Regions from separate parts of the Mus musculus genome. Here regions 1 and 2 are each linked to region 3. Evidence: chromatin contacts called from public Hi-C and promoter capture Hi-C data. All regions are on one chromosome and are shown on one strand. The core of a region is the stretch at or near the end of the contact, and the rest is flanking DNA. Distances in the headings are between cores, read along the strand shown.

Region 1 (3,020 bases), core at 361-2,860, 110 kb before region 3:
AGATGCAGCAGTAGAGGGTACTACCTACAGTTTGCTATGACCTCATCGCAGCCGGAAGCTGCGGATAACAAAAGTGGCCAAGTGTCAAGTCTCAGGTTCTGATGGCTAAACCTTTCTCTCAAGATCCTAAAACAGTGGGGTTCTGTTTTCCAAAGTGTTTGTAGCTCAGTGCCTGGCCTGCTAGTCCACCCTCTAAGCCCTAGGCCCTCCCTCTCCCGGGACAATCACCATCACACAAGGGTCTCTTCACCTACCCAGGATGCCTGTCAGGAGAGAGCAAAGGGATGCCCACCAGTTGACTGAAAACAGCTTGGGATGAAAGACTCCGACACAGAAACCATTTTCTTCTACTTTGAAGGAAAGAAGCTTGAGTAGGGTATAAATAAGGCCAGGTGGTACAATGGAGACTGGAGACCCCACCTGCCTGTCTCTGGAGCCCTGTCATCGCCGACCTGTATAGTTCCTGGACTCACAATTCCATTCTAGGAATTGTGGGGTGCTGTTTTCTCATTTCCTGGAAGCTTCTCCTGTAACTCCTGTTGTCATATTTTGCCCCAGTGCTATCTGCAGTTGAGAAATACTCCTCTTTCTCCTCATGGGCCCTCAGCCAAGAAAAAGCAAAGTTCTTTTCTTCTCAAAACTGTTTGCCCTATCTGCATCAGTATTGTGAAACTTGGAAAATCTGGGCACACAGCCACAAGGCCATGACTCTTCAATTTTCAATGGATCGAAAGCAGCAAACACATTTGTTGTGAGGACAGAAAAGAGGGCTGCAACAGAGGAAGAACAGAAATACACACATGATCAGAGTCCCAGGCACCTTCCCTACAGCCTCAGTGGGGCCAGACTACAGTGGCCACAGGGGAGGGCGGCTCTGGGGAGTAGCTGCCCAAGGGCTGCGCCCTCAGGTCTTTGGTCATCAGGCTACAGTCACAACAGAGCACGCTCTGCTGCTCTGCTAAGTCTGTAAGTCATATGATATCAAAAGTACCAGTGTAAAGACTTGTAGAGATTTCTCTTGCCTACCACAGGAGAATCTAGAAAAGCAAACAACTTTTCAACAAGTTGAAAGGCCTGCATGTCCAAGTCACCCGGGACACTGTAGGGTTTTACTCCCTGGGAAAGGACAGAAGTTGCTGAAACCGCAGTGACTTCTCATCTTGTTACAACTTGCATGTATTTTTTTTCCCCTCCCCTCAAGATCAAGAGACCCTTTCAAAGGGAATGCTACTTGGGCTTGAAAATAAGAAATAAGAAAACCATCTCTTAAACATGAAAAGACTCGTGCTCCCAAGTTTCTTCTTGGAGTTTGAGAAAGGAAAACTTAATGCAGGAACAGAAAAGCACAATTCTCATTTAGAGCGGGCCACAAAAATGGGGGCGGGGGGTGGTCATTTAAACAACTAAAGGGAACAAAGGCTTTTCAAACAGGCACAGCCACTCTCTAGCCTTACACCTGCCACCCACCGGCCCCTTGCACCCACCCACTCCTAGCCTGGGAGCAGCACCGTGGCCGTGCGCAGCACCCACCTGAATCCAGGGAGAAGGGCTGCAAGTTGTCCTGCCGAGCCTGTGCACTTCTGGGACTTTTCACCAACAGGACCCGCGCTGGCACCGCCCTTTTTCAGGCTATTTTTCTATTAATCACCCCGCCTCCTGACCGTGCCAAGCCCCGCCTTCGGAGCTTGCCAAATCCCACCCCTGAATCGCCCCGAAACTGCTGTGGCTGGTGAGGGTCTTTCTCTGCTAAGGATCTTGGCAGTTCTGTTCCGGCTCCGGAAGAAGGGAAGCAAGGAAGGGGTTGCTAACTTTTATGTCGCTGGAAACAAAAAGACCTTAGTGTTGAATTTGGAAAACCTAAAAAGAAAATGTTTTAAGGAAATGTAAATCTCGGGGGAGGGGCTCTATTGCTGTGAATACCTTCAGGGTGCAAAGTGAAACCTGCGAAATTATGAGTCTGTTAGGCAACTAACTTGTTTCACAGTGACTTAGGAAAGTGTTGCAAGGGGGCAGGGTCGTTAGGGCAACATCAAAGCTATTGCACATCACAGAGCCCCACAGTAATGGCCAAGCTCCAGCTCTGAGAGCTCTAAGGTTGATAAGTTCCCATCTGCAACATTTCACTCGGGAACTTTACCAGTTTACACCTGTGCCCCACATTGCTCTGAGAATCAATCAGTCTTTCTCTTTTCTTTTCTTTTCTTTCCTTTTCTTTTCTTTTCTTTTCTTTTCTTTTCTTTTCCTTTCTTTTCTTTTCTTCCCTCCCTCCCTCCCTCCCTCCCTTCTGTCCTCCTCCCTCCTGTCCTCCTTCCCTCTCTCTCTCTCTTTCTTTCTTCCTTTCTTTCTATTCCTTCCTTTCTTTTACACGATTATTCTCTTTTTTATTTCTTCATTTTCCTCCTCTTCGTCTTCTTCCTCCTCCTTCTTCAGTATGAACCACTTAATTTTCTGAGTTTTAGCTGGGTGCCTCTTTGGTTTGGTTTTATTTGTCGTTTTAGAGAGGATTTTGTTACTTAGCCCTGTCTGGAACGCGTGGTACACACTAGTCTGTACACAAACTTATGACCATTCCTGCCTCAGCCCCCAAGGGCTAAGATTTTTCTCACCAGGACCCACTCTGATTCTGACTTTCAAGATTCAGTAGACAGTTCTATTTTATATCCCTTCCAAAAACTAAAAGGAATTAAGAAGCAATGTGCTGACCCAAGCTGAAGTCAGTCAGTCCTGAAGATGGTTTCTTTAAAGGCATGATTGGTAGAACATCTGAAAAGAGTGTTTGGTCGACCTTTTCATTTCAGTTGAAAACATTGTTCAGTTCCTCTCTGGGGCCACACCAGAACACTGAGTGCAGTGGAGCAGAGCTTTCTGAATTTCCTTGAGAGCGGTTAGTACTGCAAGGACTTAAAGAGCTCTTCATTTACACCAAGGAAGACAGCACAAATCCTGAAGGCAAGATTACACAGAAAGGTGCACAAAAATTCTTAACTCTTATCTTCGGAAAGCCAGTGGGAAAACAAGGG
Region 2 (2,873 bases), core at 318-2,817, 120 kb before region 3:
CATGAAGTTTTAAATTTAGATAGTGCTCCTACTATGTCTGGGTTGAACTTCATCATGGCATTGTAACCCACACAGAGTGGGCGGGAACGATTTTTCCTGTCAATCATTCCTCCATGCATACCTACCCTGTGTCTTGTGATGCTGAGGTTGCTCTCACTTGGGGATTTGAGTTTCAGCACTTTGATTCTAAGGTCAATTGTCTGGCATGTGACTTGCTTTGTCTATCTGTATGATGAACAGATGTTTTCCTGGAAGGCAACCATAGGATTCTGTTTCCTCCCTTGTTTCTTTGTCATGGACATGATGATGTCTAGGCCAGACAACTGGGTAAACTTGTTCTATGAATGATCAGATAATAAATATGCCTGTTTTGTGTCCTGTGGAGTTTTCTGTTACAGAAGTTTACTTCATTCTGCCACTATGGCAAAAAAGTAGTTTGAGAAAATACTAAAACAAGTAAACATAGCTGTGCTCCAAGAACACTCTGTTTCCAAATGCCATCAATAGCTAGATTTAGCCCAGAAGCCAGAGTTTACCAAGCTCTGTCATGGAGGATGAAATACAATGTAGCACTGAATTGGCTCCAGGACTTTTTCTTGAGATCTTTCTGGATCAGCTCATTTTGGCTTTAACTGATTCCCAAAATGTGGATGTGCCCTGACATCCAAAAGTTCCTGACAAGTAACTTATAAATGACACAGGAGCTGATTCATCCAAGGCCCCTCAACCCTACAGAGGCCTTGGTGAAAGCCACTGCTGTGTACCAATCTACCACTAACACAGCAGGTCATGTGCCAATACGTTTAGAGTTAGAGATAGGGCTCAAAAAGCAGTCAAACACCTTGACAATATCTTAGGCTCAATAAAGTCTCAGGACCATGACTGACATAAAGGCACAATTCTATTCACATTCCAAACTATTTCAATAATTAATGTTTGGTGGGAGTGGATGTTTGATTTTTCAAGACAGAATTTCTCTATATAGTTCCTGTCCTAGAACTCACTCTGTAAATCAGATTAGCCCCAAACTCACAGAGATCGACCTATTTCAATCTCCCAAGTGCTGGGATTAAAGATGTGTGCTACCACTTCCTGGTCTTAATACTTTTCTTATTTAGAGTTTTTAATATTTGTTGTGTGTGTATGTGTGTATGTCCATGTTTGACACTTGTGTGCATGTGTGGCAGTCACAGGAAAACCTGGAGTCTGTTTTCTCCTCTTATTACATGAGTTCCAGGGAGTGGGCTCAGGCCATCAGCCGTACTGGAAGGTGCCTAAACCTGCTGAGCCATCTCGCCAGCCCAACAGTTTTCTTAACTGCAGGTGGTTTATCTTGTTCATATACAGATGGAGATGTGTACAGTTTAAGCTTAATGATGTAGAATTTTAGGCATCTTCATACTCTGCGTTAATTTTCCTCTTAACTTTTAATCATTAAAATCATGTGGCCTTGGAATAAATATGCCAGGAATATTTTCCCAAAGTCACTATTGTCAGTCTCTTGGTGATGTTCCAGAGTCTGTATTGTCCTGTTTTGTATTTTCCTAAAGTCCAGTGAACTGGAATAATGGCTCACTCGCTCACACACACACAGTCTCAATCTCTCCATTTTTACAGCTCACACTTTATGCAGGGCTGTCAGGGTTTTCTGAATTAAATGTGACTCGGGGCCTGCATTTGCTGACTGAGGAGGCTCACGGGTCCTATAGCTCATCCACCGTCTTCCACTTGAGCTGCCACAGATGAGAGATTGGTGCCAACTTCAACCCAACATCGACCCTTCCCAGTAGTCTGCCTTCAACAACTCCTCCTTGTCAAATCCAACAGTTTACATGGGATTTACAGTGAATCAAGGACCCTGAAAGGCACACGGGCAGCAGTAATGCTTTTCCTCATAGCAGGAACACCTATCAATGTCCCACAGGGCTGACATTTCAGGCAGGCAGGGGGGAGATGATCAGAGGATTTTTTTGTGTTGCTCTTTCTAAATGGATTGTTGGAGACTCCCAAGGCAAGGGGCTAAAAGTCAGTGTGATACAGCTATGCAACATCCCCCAAAAACACTTATTAAATTATTAATTATAAAGTAGAGCCCTTGGATGAATTGCTCACAGAAGCAAAACAAGACCCCCTAGGACTGGTCCCCTGGGTGCAAGAGGGGGCCAGAAACTCCTCTTCTGCTTGCTGCCTAGAGAAACTTCTAGATATAGAATCAGGAGAATGTTTGATCATGGCTGTAGTTCTTAGTAGTTCTTTGGAGTTTTAGAGGTTTCTCTAATGACAGGGCCCAGAAGTTGTTCAATTATACTTTGCCAGATGACTAGACAACCAAACACAGATAAGATACTGGTTTTCTGGTCATCAAGACCTAGGAAGTCTCCTCTGTGCACATCACAGTATCAGGAAAGAAGGGAGACAGGGGTTAGGGTCCAAATATTCTCTTCAAGGGATACCCACAAAAACTTACATTCCTCCACTAGCGCCCTCTTCCCAAAGGTTCTAGCACCTCACCAGTACCTGCTTCCTGGTGTTTAGATGCTTTTACACATGAACTTTTCAGGGGAACTCTTGATTGGCAATATAGCATCCTTCCTAGGTATATATTAAATTTTAATGTAAACTGCGTGGTCCCTTCGGTTCTCACCACAGGTTAGAGTCATCAACAACAAATGTAAACAAAATAATGTCATTTGGCTGGGCAGGAATTCCTTGAGGCAGGAAAGGCAAGATCAGTAAAAATCCACACATACCCCATACATCCTCCTTCCTGATAAAAGCAGTTTCACAAACAAATCTCTCAACACTTAACAGCTGTAGAAGAATTTTAATCCAGCAACCTGGCTGCTCTGGCAAGGGATTGCATCCAAAGACCT
Region 3 (2,945 bases), core at 38-2,537:
CCAAGCACCACTAAATGGACTTTCCTTCTGGAGGGCAGGCCTCACTCCTCAATTTGTCCCTAACGTGTTCTTAAACCAAGAAGATACTTAGTGAGTCTCAAGAATTAATAGTCTTAATTTCTGAACCAGTAACAAAATTTATTAAAAATTAGTAGTGTGAGCATGGAGATATGACCCTAAAGCACTTGCCGAACATGAATAAAGCCTCGGGTTCTGTCTCTGACTCTGAAAGGGAAAAATTAATTCTCTAATTCACAGGCCCTGTATAGCAATTCTTCAGATGGTAAGGAATATAGTGATGATTTTCAAAGGTTTTTCAAAGTGAAACAATTTAAGATAGCTTCCTTAGGACACGGGCATTAAGCCATAAAATAAAATCATCTGGTTAATGGAGAAAAGGTGGCATAGTCCATTCTGATGGGTCTGCGCTCCCAGCCACATTTAGTAAGGCACTGTCAGGGAACCACAGGGCCAGTGCAGCAGAGAAGGTAGCCTGGGCATTCTTGGCCACTCAAGTGCTACCGCGTGGCTTTGAAACACACACCCCTGAGCTCTCCTGTCTGCACTTTGCTGGTTTTGGGTTTCTTTGAGAAGAATAGCACCTTGTTATATAAGACTTGAAAGCATGCAGCAGAAAAACACAGGTGCCTCAGAACAAAGCACTGATACTCAGTGGAAGCCTCGCGGAGATGTTAGTGATCATGGGCCATTTGCAAGGCACACCACTGTCCACCGATCGGCAAATAAATGAATGAATGAATGAATGAATGAATGAATGAATGAATGAATGAATGAATGATCCGAACTGGAAACTCTGGGGAAACATCACACAAGGCAAACAAAGAAGATCACAGGTGATAGCTGAGACATGATCTTTTCTGGCTAGTTGACCTGTTGTGTCTCTCCTTAAAGATCAGAGGCTGCGGTCTTCTGGCCACACAAGCTTCCTGATGTTTTCTGTATAGGAAGCACAACTTCCTGTGTGTTTCTTCAAACCCATGGGCACAATTCTGTCACACCAAGGTGTTTGGTCTTGGTTAGAACTCAAGGTGACTAACATCATCATAGTTTCTATGGCCATCCTCGCTGACAGAGACTTACAGTTCACAAGTTTCCAGAACTTATTTCGCAACAGGTAGGCATGTTAGTATTGTAATAGCATTTAGCAAAATACAAATCCTGATAATTTTTTTTTTACAATCTATGAACGTTAACATGCTTCCTAGGTCTTCTATTGCAGAAGTCTAAGTATTATTTAGAGGTTGTTCTGGATTCTCCTCTGAACTTTGAAGACACAAATAAAAGCGCATAGGACTTTGTACGTTTGACTTTTGCGGGATCACTATTGAAACAGAATCAAGAGCCTCTGGCATGGATCCATTATGTTACAAAATGTCAAAAAAAAAAAAAAACTTAGCAGTTTTATGCAAGTACCATGAAACTTCCAAGGCAGAGGTACTAAATTTATGCATAAAAATTCTAAATCTGTCCTGTAGGGAAACAGACAAACAACCCAGCTACAACAGCTTAATCAGAAATCCTTCCTTAGAATAAAGTCTCTTAATTAAGTTCAGGATAAATTTGCGCAACTTTCTCTATGACGTAATTGAAATCATGGCCATTCCGCAAGGTATGCGCTCATAGATGGAGGTGGCATGGTTATCTAGCACATTATTTGATGTTGTTGATGAACTAAATTATTCCCCTGCCACATGAGTAACAAGACCTAGTGGGCAGGAGAAAAGAAAGCTAGACTCACTTCAAAGGAAATGAAGCTTTGCCCCACTGGGTACAGAATAGTGAATTTAGTTGTTTCTAAGCCAGACTCCATTCATTCATTCATTTGCATACTTTTTCATTTATTTGCATAATGTTTCGCTATGGGAATATAAACATATAATAATATGCATCTTTTAAACTAGATATTTGGGTGGGTTTCCATATTCTGGTTATGATTATGGAAGATTAACAAGTTTCACCAGGACATGAAAGCCAAACCAAGAGTACTTTCTGATAGCAATTTGCATAATTGAGTGCATCTAATAATAAAATTTCCTTTCCCTTTAAAGGCTCAAATGCCCAAATATATGAGTGAAGTATACAGGTATATAAATTATGAATGGGCATGTATTTATGAATTCCTAGTTTGATCATGGTATCATCATGTATATAATACATTTAGATGCATAATAAACCATAATTTAATACTTCAAAGCTCATCACAATAGTGTCATCTGAATTCAGGTGTTCTAATTCGGTGGTCATTATACCATTATTATTATTATTGTGATCATTACAATTATTAATATTATTCCATTGTTCAGCTATATGTGGCTGTCACATTGTAGATGTTAAATTATCTGCATTAATTTGGAATCTTCACTACTGTTTTCAATTAGCAGAGGAAAGTAGATGAAATGTTCCTGTACTAGTGAAGTTCCTTGAGTGTGTGACAAAATATCTGACCAAAGCAGTTCATAGGAAGAAAGGATTACTTAGGCCCACATCTGGAGGGATGCAGACCACTGGAAGGAAGACGGTTCAGTGACAGGAGGGTACAGGAGAGTCACTCTGCATCACACAGTAACCGGGAGAGGAAATTTTAGTATTAGATGCACTCAATTATGCAAATTGCTATCAGAAAGTACCCTTGATTTGGCTTTCATGTCCTGGTGAAACTCTCTCGATGCTGGCACTCAGCTTACTTTCTTCTTACTCAGCCTGGGGCTCCAGCCCACGGTGGAGGAGTGTGCCCTAGTTAGCTCCAACTGCCATCATGGCACAGCTTGAACCATACAAGAGAAGGCTCTGTTGAGGAATTGCCTGGTCACATCTGCCTTCTGGCATGTCTATAAGGGAGTTTTGTCTTGACTACTGATTGATGCAGGAAAGTGCAGTCAACTGTGGGCAGAACCTCCCTTAGGCTGAATCAGCAAGCACCATGT

The links. Promoter capture Hi-C pulls out the DNA fragments that hold promoters and counts their contacts. Hi-C and Micro-C count contacts between places; a contact is called where the count stands out from the background.
Region 1: a contact with region 3 is called in a promoter capture Hi-C map of liver. The contact joins the promoter of Mgst1 here to the enhancer-like site in region 3. A contact is called at or near these places in 4 of 39 promoter capture datasets (the 3T3-L1 cell line, 3T3-L1-derived adipocytes, embryonic stem cells and 1 more), 8 of 484 Hi-C or Micro-C datasets (ECoMG-derived neutrophils, adipose-derived mesenchymal stem cells, embryonic fibroblasts and 3 more), 3 of 115 datasets of contacts at active chromatin or transcription factors (bone marrow-derived macrophages, hepatocytes and stem cell-derived neural progenitor cells) and 4 of 9 other capture datasets (adipose tissue, embryonic stem cells, liver and 1 more).
Region 2: a Hi-C map of liver shows a contact between it and region 3, with 1.7 times the contacts expected there. The contact joins two enhancer-like sites. A contact is called at or near these places in 2 of 39 promoter capture datasets (3T3-L1-derived adipocytes and embryonic stem cells), 2 of 15 datasets of contacts at CTCF or cohesin (embryonic stem cells and large pre-B cells), 30 of 484 Hi-C or Micro-C datasets (the 3T3-L1 cell line, the AML12 cell line, ECoMG-derived neutrophils and 11 more), 5 of 115 datasets of contacts at active chromatin or transcription factors (bone marrow-derived macrophages, embryonic stem cells, expanded potential stem cells and 2 more) and 3 of 9 other capture datasets (adipose tissue, embryonic stem cells and liver).

What each region holds. Positions count from the first base shown.
Region 1 is chr6:138,139,117-138,142,136 of GRCm38.p6, reverse strand. It overlaps Mgst1 (microsomal glutathione S-transferase 1), which reads right to left and starts at 1,610. Exons shown (of 4, transcript NM_019946.5): 1 at 1,531-1,610.
Region 2 is chr6:138,158,000-138,160,872 of GRCm38.p6, reverse strand. No RefSeq gene overlaps it. Among named protein-coding and RNA genes, the nearest start is that of Gm30213, 7.1 kb to the left of the region's middle. Within about 2 kb of position 1,567, at least 5 of the 459 cell types and tissues checked have an H3K27ac peak or open chromatin away from gene starts, as enhancers often do. A contact at or near this core is called in liver, where this site is marked.
Region 3 is chr6:138,033,698-138,036,642 of GRCm38.p6, reverse strand. All of the region lies in intron 5 of Slc15a5 (solute carrier family 15, member 5), which reads left to right. Among named protein-coding and RNA genes, the nearest start is that of Slc15a5, 45 kb to the left of the region's middle. Within about 2 kb of position 1,287, at least 2 of the 459 cell types and tissues checked have an H3K27ac peak or open chromatin away from gene starts, as enhancers often do. A contact at or near this core is called in liver, where this site is marked.